2 separate regions of the Thunnus albacares genome follow, and region 2 is linked to region 1. Evidence: chromatin contacts called from public Hi-C data. All regions are on one chromosome and are shown on one strand. Each heading gives the region's core, a stretch centred on a gene start, on an enhancer-like site or on the middle of the called end of the contact. The rest is flanking DNA. Distances are from core to core; before and after follow the strand shown.

The links. A called contact is a pair of places that touch in the nucleus more often than the background predicts.
Region 2: a contact with region 1 is called in a Hi-C map of muscle, with 6 times the contacts expected there. The contact joins the promoter of srsf11 here to the promoter of fam43a in region 1. A contact is called at or near these places in 2 of 2 Hi-C or Micro-C datasets (muscle and an unstated tissue).

What each region holds. Positions count from the first base shown.
Region 1 is chr9:16,674,406-16,677,226 of fThuAlb1.1, forward strand. fam43a (protein FAM43A) reads left to right here and starts at 1,559. Exons shown (of 2, transcript XM_044362336.1): 1 at 1,559-1,647; 2 at 1,760-2,821. The coding sequence starts at 1,786. It overlaps lsg1 (large subunit GTPase 1 homolog), which reads right to left and starts at 120. Exons shown (of 14, transcript XM_044362324.1): 1 at 1-120.
Region 2 is chr9:16,835,249-16,838,320 of fThuAlb1.1, forward strand. srsf11 (serine/arginine-rich splicing factor 11) reads left to right here and starts at 1,546. Exons shown (of 12, transcript XM_044360959.1): 1 at 1,546-1,910. The coding sequence starts at 1,789. It overlaps xxylt1 (xyloside xylosyltransferase 1), which reads right to left and starts at 667. Exons shown (of 6, transcript XM_044361883.1): 1 at 1-667.

The DNA.
Region 1 (2,821 bases), core at 309-2,808:
GTCGTAAGAAGCGGAAGTGGAACAAACCAAGTCAGTGACGTATTCCGACAGTTACGCCTCAGCGACTCTGAACATATTACATTTAAATAGTCATTTCGTATATTAAATATAAAAATACTTCATCCTTGAAAGTCTTGGGGTGATAACTCGTTTGTTATAAGCATCTTCAGTAACGCAGCTATGGAACAGTCCACTTATTTGTCCAGCTGTCAAATGTGCCCTGAAGAAAATGGGACTATACCAACATTAGTTCCGCAGGGGTAGCGCATTTTACAGTCATTAATAAAATAGGCTACATATAAATACACTTCTCATTAATTTATTGCTAATAGATTATACATAATAAATGAAAGCTTCATATTGCGCAAAGTAACAAGTAAATCTTTCTCCACGATCACAAAACGCACTTCTGATGTGAACCAAAAGATGGCAGCATAAAGCAACATGAGGGTTACGCTGCTATCCTCACCCCACATTCATGAATATGATGAATTGACATAGTCTGACTACTATATTCTGTAGTCCGTACTCCCTATTTCTCGAAAGACAAACGCATTTAATTCAGACCACACGTTGTCCCGCGAACATTCTATAAGGAGGCTAATAATAATAATAATAATGATAATAATGATGATAATGATGATAATGATGATGATGATGATGATGATGATGATGATGATGATGATGATGATAACAATAACAATAACATCATCATCATCACCATCAACAATAATGCATTTATTTTGTACTGGACTTCTCATTCACAGCGAATCTCAAAGTGCTATAACATTAAAACATATAACATAACATAGCAAGAAAATAGCAATAGTTAAGATGAAAAAATCTTCCTGGAAGTCTGTGCTGCCCTCAGATGTGACTGCTGATGTTGATTTAATTCCATGACAGCACGCCACGCTTCTAATTTCGAAAAAATTCTTTAGTAACACATTAAAGGGAAGATTACTTTTGTCAAATCTAACTTAAATAACTGTGAGAAACAAAGCGAACACATTTAACAAAGACAACATGATTTGGGTTTGTGGTGGGAATGTGGCAGCCTATTGATGCTTAAGAAAAATCATGGATATTTTAATATAGAAATGTTGTCTGCTTGGGCTCAGCAGTGACTTTATAATGAAAATTTCATATCTTATCATTGATAAGATATGATAACCTGGTTATAATATCCCAGCAGAAAGTAACTGCTTGTGTAGTAAGATTTTAAAATTATTTCTGTATGTAAAATATAAAATGTAATAACATTCCAGTCATCTTTTGTAAGAAACTGTATGATGTTATTAAATGTTACTGTGTAATTGTTGCATTAAACTAATAATTCAGTGTTTGTGTCTGTACTTTAATTTATTTCCAAATAATTAATCTCACATATGTTCAAAATGATGCTGCAGTCATTTGAAAACAAGCAAGCAAACGTGAGAGTTTTGTATTAATGAACGCAGTCAACCCAAATTTATACGACTATTTTCATTTGGTTCAGTCCCCCCTACAGTCACACTGAAATGGTTTTTCCCAGTATATAAACCTCGAGGTTCGTTCCCCCTTCAGTAGACTGTAATCTGTACCACAAAGATTCAGGCTGTGGGACACCACAATGGACAAGAGCACTCCAGAGGATGCACAGATGAAGTACGGTGTCTTTGCGTTCAGTTCTCATAGAGTAGCTCATAAATGACCTGACAGTAAACACTTGTAGAATTTAGTAGTAATAAAAAGTTTTTTTTTCTTTCTCTCTCAGTAGACTTTGTTCCTGTTGACAGCGATAAAATGCTGCCTTGGAAGAAGAATAAGTTTGACCTGATAGAGGAAGATAAGCAGTCCAAGCAGAAGGGCTATGCGGTGAGTCTCAACTATTCTGCGCTCACCTCCTTCGCGAAGTCCTGCCCCGAGAGCGCACTCAACAGGGTGGGCAGCATGTTCAAGTCAAAGAGGAAAAAGGTGAAGATCACCAGCGAGGACCCTACATACACGGTGCTTTACCTGGGGAATGCCACCACCATCCAGTCCAAAGGTGACGGCTGCACGGACGTGGCGGTGAGCAAGATCTGGGGAAAGAGCGAAATGGGCAAGAACGGCACCAAGATGAGGCTGACGGTCAGCTCGCAGGGGATCCGGATGGTGCATGTGGACGATAAGGCCAGGCGGCCGGGACACTTGTACTTGCTGCACCGGATAACTTACTGCGTCGCGGACCCGAGGCTACCCAAGATTTTCGCTTGGATTTACAGGCACGAGATGAAGCACAAGGCCGTGATGCTGCGCTGCCACGCAGTGCTGGTGTCCAAGCCGGAGAAGGCAAAGGCCATGGCACTGCTGCTGTACCAGACCTCAGCAACAGCCCTGGCTGAGTTCAAAAGACTAAAACGGAGGGACGATGCCAGACACCAACAGCAACAGCTAATAGGGGAACAAACCATCCCGTTGGTTCCCCTCAGGAAGCTCCTGAACGGACAGTGTTACTACAAACCCCCGGTGGAGCGCAGCCGGAGCGCGCCCAAGCTGGGCTCCATCACGGAGGACTTGGTCGGGGAGGAGGAGGAGGAGAAAGCGATGCACTTCGAATGTGAGGACATTCTGGACACGGACGATGATTGTGTTACTAATGGTAAACAGGAGTTGACTCAGATTATTAATGACTTGGGGGAGATGAGCATAGGAAACGATGTGCAGACACTGAAAGCTGACCTCAGAGTCACCAGACTTCTCTCTGGAGAGAGCACGGGGAGCGAATCCTCCATAGAGAGCAACCAGGAGCCCCCTCTGCTCACTAATGGGTTTGAAGAGGTGAAGGTGCAGGAAATTG
Region 2 (3,072 bases), core at 296-2,795, 160 kb after region 1:
CTAGATGTGGATGGCCGAGCTGCCCTCCGACACTAAACACTGTGTTTGTTTGACCCAAGCGCGAGGCTAAGCACCATTTGTTTGTTTACAAATGTCCAATGTATATATGTGCATAGCGCTGTCGTTATAAAACTATCGCGACGTTTGCATGACTGTGTTATTTCGAGAAGAAAAAAACAGGTGTAGAGATTTTCTGGAGAAGCCGCAAGCTAGAAGCCTAGCAACAAAATACTGTGACGCAACCTTGACCACACCCACTCTGGGTTCAGCCGTATTCCGAGTCGTGATGCCTTTACGGACTATTGGAAAATAAATGAGCTTGTAATTTTGGCATGTGAACGAAAATTCCAACATTATCAGCCTTTTGAAAACGAATTAAAACTCTTCTTTAATTCCTTAGAAAGACTTAAATGGCTTAAAGCATAGGTTTGCATTTTTTGTGTCTTGTGCGCCCATATAAATACTGAAAGTCATAATTTTATATTTGCAAATCTGTGATCTTTGATCTAACATGGCACCTTGCATCAACGCAACTTGTATTATCACTATTATTACTATTATTATTAATTGCACACTGTATATTGTTTACTCCTGGACAATACTTTGTACATTTAATCTCATTCTCTTCAATTTAAACTTGTAGCAGCTCTTCTCACTTACTTTTTTTTTTTTTTTTTTACAGAAAATTTCTTATTTAGGACTACTTAATTTTGTGTATATTTTTGACTGTTATGCACTACAACACCAAGGCAAAATACAGTAATTTTGTGCAAAAATGCATTTAAAAGTTTATCTGAAGCTTATATGAGGCCTCAGCAGTCTGTGTTAGTCACATCGAGTTGATATTTGCCACATTTACAGTCTTTTTAGCATTTTAGATTCCTTTTAGATTCCCTCTTTGTGTTTCCTCAGACAGTGTTTCCCTGTTGAGCTGCAGTGCAAGTATAGTAACAAAAAGAGGGACTTTGGCACTAAAAAGAATGTAATGTTGAATGATAATTACTTTATTCAGCTAATTTAATAATAATATAATAATAATAATAATAATAATAACAAACTTTATTTCTATAGTGCCTTTCAAAACCAGAGTTACAATGTGCTTCACGAAATACAGTACCATAAAATATAGGTGCAAAGACAACGAATATAGAGAAATAAAACAAACAATTTAGAGGAACAACATACACAGAAAATGCAGTAAAGAAGTAGTCAAACATAGAGAGATAAAATATAAAATAACCACATTTGAGTAGACGTTATGAAATATTATACAAATGCCAGTCTGTACAGGTGGGTTTTTAAAAGCTTTTAAACTATGACACTGATTCAGCTGATCTGATACTGAGGGGGAGTTTGTTTTAGAATTGGGCTACTGAAGCTTCATATTAGCTTCAGATAAACTTTTAAATGCATTTTTGCCCTGAATAAGGCTTGTGGATTTTGGCATCCATCACTTACATTATGAAGGGATCTTTTAATGAACCCGCCCTGAATGGGGCGCGTTGTTTTTGCTCCAGTGAAACTCACGAGTACGAGTTTACTAACAACACGTGAATGCAGCATCACTGTCACGACATTTTCGGTAGCGGCATTGTTGCTCTCTGCTTGCGGCCGTTGTCTTCTTGTCCGTTACACAAGCTAACCACCTGGTTTCTACAACAAAGATGCTAGTTTTTGCATTTGCCTAATGTTGTTTTCCTCGTAAACGTTACCTAGCCGGTCTTTTTTGTTTTAAATTCAGGCACGTCGCTAGCACAAAGCTAGCTAGCTTGATTAGCACTCGCGAAAATGAATTCCAACACGCACGTCATTCAGGTGACAAATGTTTCGCCGAGCACAACGTCCGAGCAAATGAGGACTCTGTTTGGATTCCTCGGAAACATAGAGGAGCTCAAACTGTTTCCACCTGAGTGAGTATTCTGGACAATATGTTAGTGAAACATTTTTCCTGCCAAGCTCACGCTGGGCTCTTCGTGAGGCCTGTATGGTCGAGCAGGCCTCGTGGCTCGGCATGCTAATGCTAACGTTTGCCCGCGTCTTTACGAGTGCAGCAGCAGTCACTCCCCTTAATGGTGCTACATGAGGGACACTTTATCCTGTTGTGTGGTTATGTCTGAGTGATTTAGCCCAGATTTAAATCCCCTCTCTCCTACAGACGACAGGATGTAACTAGTGCTGAAACAACTAGTGTTAGTCGAATAGTTGATTATCTGAAAACTACTAACTGTTTCAATTAACGATTAGGTTAACTTAATTGTATAAGTCAAATACCTTGATGAAATGTTTTTTAGTAATGATAGTTTGTTCCAGTTTCTCCAGTGTGTGGATTTGCTTCTTTTCAGGGTTATTACGACACTGTAAATCATACAGAGCTGAACTATCAGTCGATTAATCAATAGACAGAAATGTAGTCGGCTGCAATTTTGACAATCAATAATTTAGGTTAGTAATCAGTGTAAAGGCCCCCTAATCTCTGGATCCCAGCATGTCAAAAGTGAGGCTTAGCTGCTCCTCTTTTTGTTATATCATTGTAAATTAACTATATTTGTTGTTTTTTAGGGTTTGGTTAGATAAAACTAGCAATTTGAAGACATCACGGTTGAATTTGGGATATTATTAGAAGCGACATTTCATACCATATCGCTCAATCAATTAATGAAACAATTATCTGTAGAATAATCTAAAGTGATTGTTGCAGCCTTAAGTTTGCATATATTTGGGTTTTGGACTGCTTGTTAGACATAACAGGCTACATGAAGAGGTCAACTTGAACTCTGGATAGTTGTGAAGGGCATTTGTTACTTCATTCTTACATTTCATAGACTAAACAATTAGTCCAGTATTTGGGAAAATGTATAATATTGATTGCTCATATATGAAAACAGACATTTTCACAAACATTGACTATGTTAGGAAATAATTGTTTTTTGCTTTTGTATTTTCCTCAATCGAATAAGACCTGGCCACTATGCAGGTAGGAAATGTTATAGGCTGCTTGTTGGGCAAGATCAAAAACAGGTCAGACATTGAACTTATCAGGAGACGTTGTTTTATCTTAAGGAGATACATTGA